2 separate regions of the Sus scrofa genome follow, and region 1 is linked to region 2. A link is a contact called in public Hi-C data. All regions are on one chromosome and are shown on one strand. The core of a region is the stretch at or near the end of the contact, and the rest is flanking DNA. Distances in the headings are between cores, read along the strand shown.

Region 1 (3,987 bases), core at 748-3,247, 140 kb before region 2:
TCGAATAGGTTTTTGTGACCCAGGATTTACATTTCTGATGGTGACTTGTTTGATATTTAAGAAACTTCAGATGAGGAAGGGGGAATTGTGCCTACCTGTCAAAATAAATGAACTATTTACAGTTGAATCAAGTCATTGAGAACCCGCAAATACCTTTTAACAAAGATAAGCTTTGGTATATTAAAAAAAAATTTTTTTTTAATGTGGTGAAGCCAATGGCTCTTAATTTTTTTTTTTTTTTCGGGGTGGGGATCCCAGGCCTTTTCAAGAATCAAAGGATAGCACCCCAGGAAAATGCACTTAGAAACATAAGTTTGCATCTCATTTCCAGGCTTGCGAATGTTTTGAAGCCTGGGTCACCACAGACACCTAGTCAAAAGCCCACCTTCTAGAATCAGCACCTTGGTTCTATAGTTATTTGACTTTTTATCTTTCCTTCCTCTAAAAATGTGGCATAGTATCCAGCACTCATTCAATCGTCAGTAAATATTTCCCCCAAATCAAAATATTTTATTGGCGTGTTGAATTAGTTGTTCATCTCTGAATGTAGCAAAAGCTTCAGTGAATGCTGAGAGGTGGTGGCGCAGGTCATACTATTATTATTTAACAAATCCTTATACAGCATTTATCGTGTCAGAGTCCTTCGAGGTACTTTGAGAACATTCCCTCATCGAATCCTCATAACGGCCTTATGTGGCAGATGCTCTCATTGTCTTCTTTTAAGAAAATGAGGTACATAGAAGCTAGGTAGGTTGCTTGAGATCACCTAATGAGTGGAGGGGCCAAGATTTGAAGTCTGGCTTCATATTACAAGTCTGCCTATTCTGCTGTATCCTCTCTGCAAATAAAATAATGTATTTCTGTGATTACAGTCTCTCACTCTTTTTCGTTTTAATACTTTTGAAATAGGAATATTTGTTACAAGTGATATAATCATTTAAAGGGATATTGCTTTTTTTCCTTGTAAAAGCTTTCGTTTTTATTTCTGTATTTATTTATTTTCTTTTTACAGCCACACCTGCGACATATGGAAGTTCCTGGGCCAGGGGTTAAATTGGAGCTACAGCTGAGGCCTATGTCACAGCCACAGCAATGCTGGATCTGAGCCCCATCTTCAACCTATACCCCAGCTTGCAGCAATGCTGGATCTTTAACCCACTGAGCACAGCCAAGGGCTGATCTGGCATCCTCATGGATACTAATCAGGTTCTTTACTCGCTGAGCCACAACAGGAAGTCCTACAGCTTTTATTAAATTGATAGTATATCTCAAAATGTTGCTGTCTTAGAATAAAACAACTATAGTAAGCCCTGCTTTAGTTTTTAAACTAAAAATGTCTGCATAGTTTATCTGTAGACATATCAAAATAAATCACAAAATGGTGCATACAAACGAAATCCTTATCTACTTATGAAGTATGAAAATGTTAATTAGGATGATACACTGAACACTGGTAATTACTTAGTGATTTAAATGTCAGAGAATACATTTGAATTTAAAAAAAAATTTCCTGCAGAAAACATGAATATTCTTAAGGTAATGTTGAAGGTGAAATTATATATACATGTACAGTTTATTATTGGTTTCCTTCAGATTTTTTTTAGTGCAAAATTTACAAGTTACGTTTCCTGTATGAATTCCTTTCTTTTTCAAAACTAAAAACCTTGAACATCCCCAGGTGACAACAGATTTAGACTTGGCCTTTGAGTCACTGCACATTGTGTGGGGAATTGGCAGATCTTACCTTCTGTGACTCAGTCTTTTTTTGTATTTTGTTTGCTTTATTCATAAGACCTCGGCTTCTCCCTTCTAAAAGGCTTTTCTTTTTACTTTGCTCATTTGTGTCACCTGTAGAAAAAACATACCTCAGAATTTCTAATAAAGGCAAAACAAACCTTTACTAAAATTCAACAGTCTGAAAAACCAGGGCTTCTGCGGTCTCACTGCTTGTCTTCCTGTATTTTTTTTCTAACTGGTCTAGCAACTTTAACCTCCAGCCCCATTGGTGGTTTTGCTGTTCAGTCAAATTTGACCTTGTCAAATCATTTACCTGCAGCTGTTATGAGGTGTGCATGCAAATACTTGTGATTGCCTAACACTTTTGCCTGTGGTGCCAAGTGTAAATTTGTTCTCCTCTCTCCTGCTACCGTTGAGGGAAGTGAACAGCTTTTCACTTCTGCTTCGTCTAACACTCTGAATGTTGCCTGTAATGCGCAAATACCACAAGTGGTTCACGCCATCATAGTGTGTTGTGAATTTATATAGAGGTATGAAATCTTCTTTTGTAGGGGAAAAAAAAAGCAAACAAAGAAAGATGTGTGACAATACCTTTTAGAAATTCGGGGAAGCATGATGCCTGCTTCAGTTCATTAAAATAGAATTTGACAGCAGTGTAGTAGAGAGAATGTGTTTCTGTGTGTTTGTCATTGAACGACTGTGTGACTTGGAATATGTCACATAACCTTTTTGTGTCTCTGTCTCTAAAGTGGAATAGCGGTATTCTCTTGTGAAAATTGGTGGTGGGGGAGGGGATCAGTTTTCTCTTCTTGGTCCTTGTCTGACCAACCAAGGTCAGAGCAGTGGTCTTTCTCCATAAGGATGCCAACTCAACATCCAGGGCACTGTGGGGCATATTTTAGACAGAAGCAAAGATAGATCTTTAATATTCACCCCGTCTCTTGAGTTGGAGAGGGGGAAGGTAATGCTTTCATTGAAAGAGCATTTGAAAGTGCAAGAGTCTGATTCAATCAAGAGGCTGTCTTATCAAAAGAGTAAAAAGAGTGTCTATAAATCTGTTTCTGGAAGATTAAATCATTTGTGTGGCCATAAACAGAGCTCTGGGAGAGGGGTCAGAAGAGAATTTGTGGCAGTGGCCCTTTGTGTCTGGGGGAATCTTACCAGGTGGTTTTATCTTCTTCTAGATAAGAGGTTTGTTGCTATTTCTTATAATCAATGAAAGGTGTTTCTTAGCCTCAAATTAGCATCAATATTTGTTTTCCCCCTACTGTTTCAAATTTATGAAAAATCTTCAAATAGCACCCATTGAAACACTGAAATTTCCTACTCTTCTTGGCACATAACTTCTTTTTTAAAAAAATAAAGCCTCCTAGTCATATTCTAATCTACATTGAATATCTGAGGAAGTTAGAGCTTAAAAAAACTCAGCACATCCAGTTCATCAGTATTTGGCTGTTCCCTCTGCTGTCATTTTTATAAGGTTTTACATTTACAAAGTGCTTTCACAGTCTTATTTTACTGTTTTTGTAGCTCTGGAATAGGTATTCCTTTCTTACATAGACAAAACAATTTACGAAGCTTTTCTATAGGTTCCAACCTCACCGCCTGTGACCTCAAAGGGCAGGAGAGTAAGTAAATAAATATGCACAGCACTTTGCAGACGGAACCGGTTGAGTAGGGAAGGCTTAGTGTGAGCTGCTGCTGTTGTCATTGCTGCCATCGTCATCAGCTGGAATGACAGGTCTGAAGGATTTTCAAAGATCAAGCCCTTTGAAAAGCTGAAAGAGGGAGTTCTCGTTGAGGCTCAGCAGGAACAAACCCGACTAGTATCCATGATGATGCAGGTTCGATCCCTGGCCCTGCTCAGTGGGTTAAGGATCCAGTGTTGCTGTGAGCTGTGGTGTAGGTTGAAGATGTGGCTCCAATCTGGCATTGCTGTGCGTTGCTGTGGCTCTGGCGTAGGCAGGCAACTGCAGCTCCAATTTGACCCCTAGCCTCTGATTCCATTATACCCCGGGTGCGGCCCTAAAAAAAAAACCAAAAAAACAAAAACTGAAAGAGATCTTATTGGTTACATTGAGGCTCAACCATTGATATCTTGCTAAAGGTCATAGGGAAGAAGGTAAGAGCCAAGGGCTCCTTAGGCTAGAAGGGTCTCTCCTAGGATATCTTTGGTCTTTTCTCCCTGAAGCTATCAAAATTGAGGTTTTAAAGGAGGACTTCCTAAACTGTAGCAGACACATACAGGAG
Region 2 (4,301 bases), core at 148-2,647:
ACCAGCTGCATGGATGCTTTGGACTGATGGAATTCACACATGCAAAGTATTGAAAGACAAAATTTTTCTCCAGTGACCCGTCATGTTAGGAAATGCTTAACAACTGACTTTAGGATTTGAAGGCATCCTCCCTTCTTCTGAACTACCTTCTAATAGGCCTCTGTGGATCATATATATGCACAAGGCAGTGCCCTCAGTTGCTCTTCCACCTGGGCTTCTTGACTCCAGAGAAGCCAAGGGGTAAGTCGTAGTGACTTCCCAGCCCAGCTGAGCCTTTCCATATTCCCGTGGGCCCACTCATCAGGGTGAGTGTCAATAACCCATGGGTCTTAGCAGAATGAAATAAACCACTGCTGGGACTGTGGAGTGGCAGGAGCGATGGAGTACAGCAGCCTCACTCCGTGACTGTGACTGATGTCACCCCTCGCTTGCTGCTGCTGGCGCTCTGTCCTGTTAATACGGTAGGCTTGCTGATGCAAAGGGACATCGCCTGCTCCCTTGCAGATAATCAGGCATTAACTAGCTCTTGAAATTTCTCCTTTCTACCCCTGCCTGCTCTCTGGCCTCAGTATGGCTCTCTGGACTATGTGGGCTGAACCTTCTCTTCCTTGGCTTTGCTTACCTCTCCATCCTTGATCTGGGCCATTCCAAAGTCTAGTATCTGTCTCTTCATCCGTCATTCACCAGGTCATTCATTCATGTAACAGCCTCTGTTCTCATGCAGCAGATGTCAGAGTGGAACTTGTCCTGCCATTTCTCCTTTCTCTTCTCCCCTCCATCCCCAGCCATGAATCTGGCCACCAACCAAGAGCTTTTATACCAGAACTAGAGGATTTACTGGGAAGGATTTAGTAAAACTTAAGCTTTATGATAAAAAAAAATGATAATGCCTGTGTGATTTAATAACACTCAAAGGTGACATGGGCAGGGTCAAGTATGAAGCACATTGTAGGATCTGAACTGTAGTAAACTGATGTAGGTATCAGACCAGAAAGAGTGTTGGGACAGTAAACATGCAGGAATTCAATTTAAGTCAGGTAGGGGGCTGCCACCATAATCTCCTCTAAAGCTGTTAGATTTTTTAGTTGTCTTCCTAACAGCAAGGCAATGGACTCTATGACCTGTATGGTGACATCTAAACTAGTGATAAATGGGCAGAAGCTTCTCTGGAAACTGAAAGGTCAGGTTTGCTGGATCATCTGCATTTGCATCCCCTCCTCCATGCTCACCTCTGCCCTCTGTGTGGTGGCAGGACTGTGTCTCTTGCCTTCCACTTGCGAGTGGGACTTGGCCAGTGGCGCTGTCGCAGGAGATCAGAGTGCGGGATGAGAGGGAGGTCAGGACATTTCCTCCTCCCTTGTTCCACTCTCTGCTGCACTTCCTGCAGTGAATGCACCCCGCTGGGACGGCATCGCCTCCTCTGAGCCTCTCATTTACTTCGCCAGCTCCCAGCGGGGTCCAGTTCTCACTCTTACTTCCTCTTGTTCGTCCAAGCCCAGGAGTGGTTAATACTTCCCACTTTGCTGGTCCCTGGTTTTCTCACCACTTGAGGGTTAATTTCCTCAGACCTACCCCTACTTCTATAAATAGTCCCTTCATTATACACTTTCAGAACCTAGTTAGTGTGCCTGTCTTTTCTGCCCGTGTCTAGTATAACCCATCAAGCTAATACTGCACATGGAAATAGACGTGTGATGGAAAGACGACGACTGTGTGTTTCAGGATATTACAGTCTGTCCCTGTCTCCTCCTCTCCGTTGTGCAATAGGTTTACTAGCTCAGGTTGGCGTCAGGATCAAATTCCCAGCCTTGCACTCATTTTAGGGTTCTTAGAAAACTTGTTGGACATGATAATCATTATTAGAGCCAATAAGACTTAATAAATGTAGTTCTTTTTCTAGCAGCTAGAATTTCCTATCCAGTCTTGTGTATTGGTTTTCTCTGGGAGTTTGGTCATGTTCCATAACAATTTTGTATTTGCTGTCACACTGTGGAAGTCAGCCTTCGCCTAGATCTTGTAAGTTTGCGGATGATGAATTCTACTAAGCCTATTTAGGCTTGAATTTGAGTTGTTAATCATAATGTGTATAAGATTTTTCAAAAGAACTAATTATCATTATTCAGGCATTCTTTCTGCCAGGATGTGTTTGTCAGGCTAGAGCTTTGCAATCTAGTAAATCTAAATCACCAGCTCACCTTGACACACATCTGTTTATTTAATCTTTCCCTTAGTTGGCTCTCTTAATCAGTTCTATCTTGCCGGCAGTATCCTTTTGACCTTTTTTTTTTTTTTTTTAAGAGATCTGTTTGCTTTTTTTTCCCCCCATGAGAAAAGAGAATCATGAAATACATTGTCAGCAAATTCTGTGAAGGTTGTTCTCAGACAGAATTGTTTTTGGCCAGAGGAGATCTTTTTTTCAGATAAGTGTTCCAGTTCTGCTGTACCCATATTAACTGTACAAGGATAGATGCGGGCATGGGTGGTTTGGTTTGCTAAGCTGTGTGTGAATTTCTGTAGTACAAGAGGAGGAGAGATCTCTATCCATGAAATCACACTTTCCTATTTAGGAGAGTCAGCACCATGTTGGGCTTCTGTGAGAAAAGTGGAATCAAGACAACTGAATTTTTTTTAAAATTACAGTTGATTTCACTGTTCTGTCAATTTCTTGCTGTACAGCAAAGAGACTCGGGCATACAAAATGTACAGGCTTTTTTTTTTTTTTTTAAATATTCTTTTCCATCATGGTACACTCCAGGAGATTGGATATCATTCCCTGTGCTGTACAGCAGGACCCCATTGCCAGTCCACTCTAAAGGTAATAGTTTGCATCTGTTAACCCCAAACTCCCCGTCCATCCCATTCCCTCCCTCCTCCCCCTACAACTGAATTTTGTGGGATCTGAGGACTGGACAAAATGCCAAGGTCATCTTCTTGTCCAGCCTCACTCACTGAAGAACCATCTTCATGTGTCCATAATATTGTTGACTGGCTCTGCTCCAGCTTGAGAGAGAGCTTGTTCTGCCTCTGCCATCAGTACTCCCTCAAATTGAGCCTCAATCTTCTTTCCTGATCTAGCCACCCATTAAGGGAAGGTCACCTTTCTAGAACATCCTGGGTAATTCTATGGGTCTCTGTCCCACAAGGCTGGGTAACTCAGAGAATGAAAATTTCCTACTGTGATTTCATTCTCTTGATCTTTTTTTTTCCCCTAGCCATTGCAGCTGCCTGTGTACCTCACAGGGCATGTGTCCCAGCCCCCTTGTAGCTGCTTGGTACAGAGTCCCATGTGCCTCCATCAGCGAACTCCTGTGTCCACAGGCTCATCACAGCCCAGTTTTGTTTTGTTGGCAGTAAAATTAACCATTTTAAAGTGTACCGTTCCATGTCTGCCCAGTGCTTGGGCCCTTCAGGTTTGATCTCTGGCCTCACTGAGTGGGTTAAGGATCTGGCATTGCCGTGAGCTGTGGTGTAGGTTGCAGATGCGGCTCAGATCCCGCGTTGCTGTGGCTCTGGCGTGGGCTGACAGCTACAGCTCCGATTCGACCCCAGCCTGGAAACTTCTGTATGCTGTAGGTACAGCCCTAAAATGACAAAATATAATTAATTTTAAAAGAAATAATGGTAATCCACCCACCCAGTCATTCTCTTGCTTGCTCATAACTGGCAAGTTCAATAAATTGTTATCAAGTCAACATCAAGTCCCAGGCCCCAAGCTGTGTGTTGGGAAGAGAAATAGAAGTCACAGTCCCTGTCCCAAGACATGATTTAGTGGAGAACGCAGAGGGGGCAGATAGTCAGAGGTCACGTGATCACTGTTCTCTGGGCATCTCATGCAGAGAGGCAGGGTTTCTGACAGGAGATTTGTCAAAGGAGATTCCTTAGATGTCATGATAAATATGAGTTTCATCATATGGAATGATTTGTACCTTTTGGGGTTGCTAGGTGCCTATAAGACCTACAACTCTGGACTCTGCATGGAAAAGTGTGCCTACATGTAAAATTTTTATCTACTTTCAGAGGGCTCTCAGAGTCCTGAAAGCCCATCCATGAACCCCCAGTTAAGCACTCTTGTAAGATTTGATGCTCACAGAGCAGTAGGGATGCACTGCCGGGGAGAATACCAGTGGCTGCTTTATGTGAGGACTGAGGAGAGGAAGGAAGACGGTCCATTATCAGAGATAATGAAAATCAGGCAAGTAGTTGTGACAAGTCCAGCAGACCTGAGAAATCCCTTAGCAGTCATTTTTTCTTGCTCATCCTGGTGATAAGTGAAAATATAAATGTGGTCAGAAACTTGGTTC

Evidence for each region. A called contact is a pair of places that touch in the nucleus more often than the background predicts.
Region 1: a contact with region 2 is called in a Hi-C map of liver, with 1.8 times the contacts expected there. The contact joins two enhancer-like sites. A contact is called at or near these places in 3 of 47 Hi-C or Micro-C datasets (epiblast stem cells and liver).

The regions. Positions count from the first base shown.
Region 1 is chr9:91,185,346-91,189,332 of Sscrofa11.1, reverse strand. The region is part of intron 1 of RAPGEF5 (rap guanine nucleotide exchange factor 5); the gene reads left to right. Among named protein-coding and RNA genes, the nearest start is that of RAPGEF5, 45 kb to the left of the region's middle. Within about 2 kb of position 1,997, at least 13 of the 83 cell types and tissues checked have an H3K27ac peak or open chromatin away from gene starts, as enhancers often do. A contact at or near this core is called in liver, where this site is marked.
Region 2 is chr9:91,040,832-91,045,132 of Sscrofa11.1, reverse strand. The region is part of intron 9 of RAPGEF5 (rap guanine nucleotide exchange factor 5); the gene reads left to right. Among named protein-coding and RNA genes, the nearest start is that of RAPGEF5, 190 kb to the left of the region's middle. Within about 2 kb of position 1,397, at least 11 of the 83 cell types and tissues checked have an H3K27ac peak or open chromatin away from gene starts, as enhancers often do. A contact at or near this core is called in liver, where this site is marked.